Regions from separate parts of the Sus scrofa genome. Here region 1 is linked to region 2. The links are chromatin contacts, called in public Hi-C maps. All regions are on one chromosome and are shown on one strand. Each heading gives the region's core, a stretch centred on a gene start, on an enhancer-like site or on the middle of the called end of the contact. The rest is flanking DNA. Distances are from core to core; before and after follow the strand shown.

Region 1 (3,488 bases), core at 615-3,114, 380 kb before region 2:
AGATCCCAGTGTCTCATCTCCAAATGCAGATTGCAACTCCTGCCCTTCCTTCTGCATGAGCTCCTTGTGAAACTAAACAAGTTTTTTTTTTTTAAAGATTTTTATTTTTTCCATTATAGCTGGTTTACAGTGTTCTGTTAATTTTCTACTGTACAGCAAAAAGACTGAGTCACTCATACATATATACATTCTTTTTCTCACATTATTCTCCATCATGTCCCATCGTAAGTGACTAGATATAGTTCCCAGTGCTATACAGCAGGATCTCATTGCTTCTCCATTCCAAAAGCAATAGTTTGTATCTATTAACCCCAAATTCCCAGTCCATCCCACTCCCTCCCCTTCCCCCTTGACAACCGCAAGTCTGTTCTCCAAGTGAAACCAAACAAGTTATTGTTGGTGGTGAAAGTGGATTGTCAATTCTATGACAGTGGTCAACAATGAAGTATTGCTGACTTCCCTGAATTTAACTAGGAGTTAAATGAATGAAAAGTCCAGGGGTGACAGTCCTTAAAGAAATAAACATCATTTTAAATTTTTTTATTTTTTATTGAAGTACAATTGATTTACAATATTGAAACATCATTTTTGAAATCAGCATGATTTTGGCTTGGACTTACATGGTACTTAGATGACCCTTAGATGAATATGCTCACCATCATATCTTTTATGTTCTTTTCTCTTTTTTTTTTTGTCATTTTGTTTTTTTTCTAGGGCCACTTCCTGAGCTATATGGAGGTTCCCAGGCTAGGGGTCCAATCTTAGCTGTAGCCAATAGCCTATACCACAGCCACAGCAACGCCAGATCTGAGCTGTGTCCGCAACTTACACCGCAGCTCACAGCAACACCGGATCCTTAACCCACTGAGCAAGGCCAGGGATCAAACCGGCAACCTCATGGTTCCTACTTGGATTCGTTAACCACTGCGCCACCACGAGAACTCCTCTTTTACATTCTTTCTTTAGACTAAGTTGAATTTGTCTTTAAAAAATACTATGCTGTGCAGCAGGAATTGACACAGTGCTGTAAATGAACTATAATAAAAATAAAATTTAAAAATGAAAAAATAAAAATACACAATAAGTATTAAAAAAATTTAAATATAAGTAAAATGGAAAAGCATTTTAAGAAAATTGCTTTGGTCCTAGTCTTAGTCTATTCCTGTTTCTACTTTTAAAATTCAAAGAGAAAGTATCTGAGGAATAATTAAATTGTATCTGGTGGGCTATTTCCCCCAAATCCTCCCCCCCACCCTATGGGAGAGGAGATGGAATTGGGGGATTTGAAGCAGCCCTAAGAATATAATACTGTGCTACTGAGCTACAAAAATCCTGCCTGATTTGTAAATTTGTGTTTCCATAGCAACGCAAGTGTGTAGTTAAATAATCCTCACTGGTCTATGACTGAATTCCAGCAACTCTTCCTAAGCCTTCATCCTATTCTAATCCCACAGCTGTTGCCATGGAAATGATCAGATAAGATTCAGTCCTGGAGGCAGATGGACTGGTGGTGGAAGCTACGTCCTGGCCTACATTTACAGCTTCCTGCAATATTAGGTTTTGTTTTGCTTTCCCTGACACCGCCCCCCCACCCCCAATCTTTGAATCACAGAAAGCAGCTGCCTCCAATGAGAGGTTAATGTAGCACAATGTCAGGAAAGTCATTCGTGGGGTCTGGGCATCCGGAGCAAATGAGAAAGAGATGATTCCAAAGTATTGCTGAGGGATGGAGAAATTGGGAATGCTTTTTTTTTGGACTCATCTTTGGAAACTTGCTCTAAGAGATCATCATGCCAGTGGTTTTCTTGTGGGAGTCTGCATCCCAGAAGTGATTTCCCTAGGCTGTGTCCCCACCCCAGAAGGATAGTGAGTCACACCAGGCTGCTCCCTGGGCTTTGCCAGTGCTGGAGAGGCCAGTTCATTCTTCATTGTTCATGAGCTGCTTCATTTTTCACAGCTGATGGGAGTTAACAGTGTGCCTCCAGGTTCACTCTGGTTGTGTCGGCAATGTCCTTAGAATTTTGTGGCTCCTCCAACAATCTCCTTTTATTGTGCATATTCTTGCAGACTCTTTGGGAAGATCTAAAATTTAAATAATTGTTTCTAGGCACTATCCTGATGAAGTTATGTTTTGTTTAAAATAGAAAGAAGTAGCGCCTTGCCCCTTTATTTTGAACAGTATGATTTCATATGTCTGTCTTTGCCAGATACTTCACTTAGGGGGCTTAAGTTAGCCCCCAAAGCAATCTGTGTCTTTCATGGAGACAGATTCCCTGTAACCTGTGAGCCGTGATATGTCCTATGAGAACAGGACAAACCTTAGAGCAAAATGCACTGAATCCTTGAAGTGGAAGGGATCCTACAGGGTCTCAGGCAATTCAATTACCAGGAGCAGTTTTCAGATGAAGAACCTGAGGCCGAAGTGGCAAATGCCTCACATCTTAGGGCTCATGCATTTGTCTCTGGAATCCTTCCCACACTGTCACCGGTTTAACAAAGGATTCCAGAGTTCTATCTAGCTTTACTTTCATTCTCCTTACCCCAGGCAGCTCCAACTGAATTCTTATACTGTAGTTATTGCTTACTCCCTTTTAGAAGTTTTACTCATAAATGCTATACATTATTTTATAAATTTTCACTCACTATAATCAGTGAAATAAACGCCTGTTGAGTTAATATATGTATCACATGATTGGAAGCAGTGCAGAGTGTTTGGAATAGGAAGACATTATCAAACTGTTAATATTTATCTTATTCTACATGACTCCTTTCACCATCATTACAAAGTGAGGGAGTGACAGCTTTTAGAACCTGCTTAGTGCTTTCTGGACAAGTTATCTATTTTAGGAGGTAAAGGATATGCTTTTCAGTGACACGAGGTATAATTTCATTCTTGCTCTTCTTCTCTCAACTTTCATAATTGTAAGTGATGCTGAAGAGAGACAAGAGCTGAATCATTTCTTACACAGAAAAAGTGAAAAATTCAGACTGAAAGCTTGCATTCTCAAGCAGGCCTCTGGGATTCTCACCAGAGCTAGAAAGTTGCATTCTCTTTCACTGGGCAAAAATGTTGCTGCCTCACCTACCATTCATGCCTAAATAGAGCATCAGCCAAGGCATAGAACCTTCGTGTGCCCAGTGTGCTCTGCTGACCATTGTTCTATTCCTTGAGTTAATTCAAGCTTTGTGGACACCCTGTTCTCCCTAAGCTTGAGGTCTAATTTCAAAGAATACTCTTCATTTGCAAGAAGTGTACTTGTTACTATGGTGATGAATCATGCCATTTCAATAACCATGAGAAGTCCTGAGTTGGAAGTTCATAGTCACTTGGAGGAAAATGGTTCCAGATGTGGCCATGTTAAGTCCCTCTTCAAATTCTCCCTCTCCCAGTCAAGTTTCAAATCCTCATTAATGCACTCTGAATATCTCTACGTTTACCCTCTCCTAAGCCACCATCATTATAGTAGCCTTGATTTGTCTCTAAGACC
Region 2 (3,373 bases), core at 424-2,923:
CAAGTAACTTTTCTTTGAGGAGCAGCTAGTGGCGGGCCAGAGGAAGCTAGTACGGGGTCCCCCGAGTCCAGCAAGTTCACTGGGCGGTGACCCACTTCTGAGGCAGGGGTCTAAGATGCAGCACTGCCGGGGGAGGGCAGGGCACATACATCTCCTGCTCCCAGTCAGAGATCCAGGCGCCTTCAGTGCCCGGTTCATCCCACCCACATTCCGGCCCTCCCCTGCTCTCTGGATCCCCACGAGCTTCCCCACTCATTTTCTCTGTTGTCCCCATGTCCTGGCACCAGGTTTCTCTTCCTGACACACAGCTTTTGTGGGACACGCACACGTTGCCCAGGAGCTGCTGGAGCCCTGTGGCCTGAGGCTCCATGCACGCGCCAGGGTTGCTTCATATCCCGGCCTCAGCCACCTCTGCTGCTCTCTCCTGGACCGCCCTTCTGCTCCTTCCTCATTTTCCTTAAATCCTTGGTTCTTATTTCTGCTTCCCACTTTGGTGTCCGTAAATCATTGGCAAGTTCCTTGATCTCTCTGTGCCTCAGTTTCCGGAGGGGTAAAATGGGGCCGCATCTGCTGCTGAGGCTGCTGTGAGGATCGAACGGGATAGTGGAAAGTCCTTCCACTGGCCAGGTGTCTGTGCCCCCGTCACCACCCACACCCTGTCATCGTCCCTCATGATAGTCCTCATTCGAAACCTGACTCCAGCTCTCGGCTCTGGATGGCTGCTGCCTGCATCTGGTTTACTGTAGTTCTGTCTGCAGCCCACATCCTGTGTCAGAACCACTGGCCATTTATACAATTTGCAGCAAACATACCCCTGTGGACCCAGAGAAGGGTTCGGAGGGAGGTACTAAATAAGACGAGGGTCCCACACAGGCGAGAGAGCCCCCTGCTGGTTTCGCATTCTGCCAGCCCTACCCAGGAGGTAACACCTATGCAGGGAACTGTTTGTTGATTCTGTCCTGATGTTGTGCGGACATCCTGGGACAGTTTCATTCATGCTTACTAAAGCAACTTCTGTGTCTGATTTCCATGCCATTTGGGTGCCCTCTGAGTTTCCAAGCACCTCCTCACGAATTGCCACGTGTGTTCTTCACACCAGTCTTGGGAGGCGTATACCTGCTAGGGCTGCTGCTATAGAACATCCCAGACCGGGTGGCTTAAACAACAGACGTTTATTTCTCACTGTTCTGGATGCTGAAAGCCTGAGATCAATGTGTCATCGGGGTTGGTCTCTCCTGAAGCCTCTGTCCTTGGCTTGCAGACGGCTGCCTTCTCCCTGTGCTTCACAGGCATTTTCTCTCCCCATGTCTGATGTCTCCTCTTCTTATAAGGACACCAGTCCTGGTGGATTAGAGTCCATCCTAAGGGCTCCATTCTGACTTAATCACCTCCTTAGAGGCCACATGCCGAGGTCCTTTGTGGGGCAGGATGGAAGTGATAGGACCTACACAAATGGATGGAGGTGGGGCACAGTTCATCCCCCAGCAGGAGGTAAGCAAGGCAGGTGCTTGCTCCATTTGACAGCTGGAGATGCCAAGGCTGAGGGAGGGTGAGTGCCTTGAGCACAGCCTCCTTCTGTAGTGGCTCTGCACCCAAGCTGACTCTGGAGGACTCCAGGCCGGGCCATCTCTCCACTGCCCCCTGCTGGAGGCAAAGGGCAGGAACAACAGGAAGCCAGGAACCCTGCTGCCCTTCGAGCTCAGAGGATCTCTAGAGAGAACTTCTGGGAAGACCCTACTTAGCTTGCAAACAGGATGTGGGCCCTTCAGGAAGAAGCAGTCTCTTGTTTATTAGAGTGGGTTTCCTGCTTGTGTGGCTCGTGGCTTCCTGGCCCTTGCTCTGCCCGCAGCCTTTTCTCATTTCATCAGCCAGTGTGGTCTCAGCATGCTTGGACCCACAGCTTTCCCGGGGCTTTCACGGGGGATGAGGAAGGGCAGGCCGATCTCACTTGCTTTGAAGAGAGCCAGCCAGCTCCAGCCCTGCTCCTCGGTACCTGCCGCAAAGAAAGCGATGTGCTGGTAGTTCCAGCTGTGACACTTCAGCCCCACGGGGCTCTGTATGAGGAGTCATGGCCTGGCTCCTCCTGATAGTGGGCGTCACATCCAGAGGCCCAGCAGCTGGCCAGACAAAGAGACATGTGCCCTCACCCTGGCGAGGCCCTGCTGGGCAGGAGGGTGGGGAGAGAAGCTTCTCTTAGCTGGACTGAGAAACAAGACCAGCAACAACTGTAGCTTTGACCAATTACTGACTCTTGCCGAGCATTCTAAGAATCCTGGCCTTGTAGATGCTTTCATTAGATACATGGTTCTCCAGGGTGCCAGGGCTCCCCGCCTCTCCTGGGACTGGGTGGTCATCAGTTCATGGTTCAACAGACAAACATGGAGTCCCTTGTCCAGGCAAAGGACTGCATCCCCCTCTATGGAAAATAGGATTTTTTTTTTCCTTAAAAAAAAAAAAATCTCTGCCTTCCATGAGTCTACAGTTATTACAGCACGCCTACTCCATGAAACTTTATTTTTGCATCCAGGAAGACAGTAAGCAGAACTATAGGAAAAGTCTCAGACTAGGTACCATGGCAGAAGAGAGAAGAAGGAAGAAGAAAGAAAATCTCGGAAGGCTCCTTGGAGGAGGTGGTATTCAAGGCAGGCTTTAAGTGGAGGGGAGAGCTTTGATGCACTGACCAGGGCCTGGAGGAAAGCGAGAAGCTGGGTTGAAAACCAGCAGGGAAGCCTGGAACACAGGCAGCACCGAGGTCGGGTATGCCAGGCAGGGTTCTGGAGCGGAGCGCACAGTTGTGGTGGCATGCAGGGCTGCTTTGGCTGGCTGCACAAGAGCAACTTGGGTTCTGCCACTATGCACGGTGACCAGGTCTGGCCACATGCCTCCACCTCGCAGAGCTGACATCAGATGGCTCTGACATCCTTCCCTTTTCCCACATGCCTAGATGCATTTTGGGTCCCAGCTGATTCCTTGGGCAAGGTCAGCAAGGGCAGGGCCAGTGCTTCTCAACTTGGCTGCACATAGAATCACCTGGAGAGCCTGGAAAAAAAATCCCCAGGCCTGGGCTGCACCCCAGACCCCCTACATCAGCTCTCAGGGGGCAGGGCCTGGGGGTTAGTATTAAGTTTCCCAGGTGATTCTAAAATGCACCCAACTTTGAGACCCAGTAACATAGCTGACCTTGGAGGCAACATGTATGATACTGGTGGGAGGGGCCCGTAAGCTCTGGCAGCCTTAGCAACATGAGTGTTTTATTTAGTTTTGTTTATAAACTTTGCCATGGGGACAATGCTATTACACCAATTGCGTGCACTGTCTGGCCCATTATCTGTGTTCAGCAAATGGTCACCCCTTCATCCTCTCCCCTCCGCCT

The links. A called contact is a pair of places that touch in the nucleus more often than the background predicts.
Region 1: a contact with region 2 is called in a Hi-C map of retroperitoneal adipose tissue, with 2.8 times the contacts expected there. The contact joins two enhancer-like sites. A contact is called at or near these places in 21 of 47 Hi-C or Micro-C datasets (alveolar macrophages, blood, embryonic fibroblasts and 12 more) and 1 of 2 datasets of contacts at active chromatin or transcription factors (skeletal muscle).

The regions. Positions count from the first base shown.
Region 1 is chr7:87,250,332-87,253,819 of Sscrofa11.1, reverse strand. No RefSeq gene overlaps it. Among named protein-coding and RNA genes, the nearest start is that of SLCO3A1, 150 kb to the right of the region's middle. Within about 2 kb of position 1,864, at least 12 of the 83 cell types and tissues checked have an H3K27ac peak or open chromatin away from gene starts, as enhancers often do. A contact at or near this core is called in retroperitoneal adipose tissue and subcutaneous adipose tissue, where this site is marked.
Region 2 is chr7:86,868,906-86,872,278 of Sscrofa11.1, reverse strand. The region is part of intron 2 of SLCO3A1 (solute carrier organic anion transporter family member 3A1); the gene reads left to right. Among named protein-coding and RNA genes, the nearest start is that of SLCO3A1, 230 kb to the left of the region's middle. Within about 2 kb of position 1,673, at least 20 of the 83 cell types and tissues checked have an H3K27ac peak or open chromatin away from gene starts, as enhancers often do. A contact at or near this core is called in retroperitoneal adipose tissue and subcutaneous adipose tissue, where this site is marked.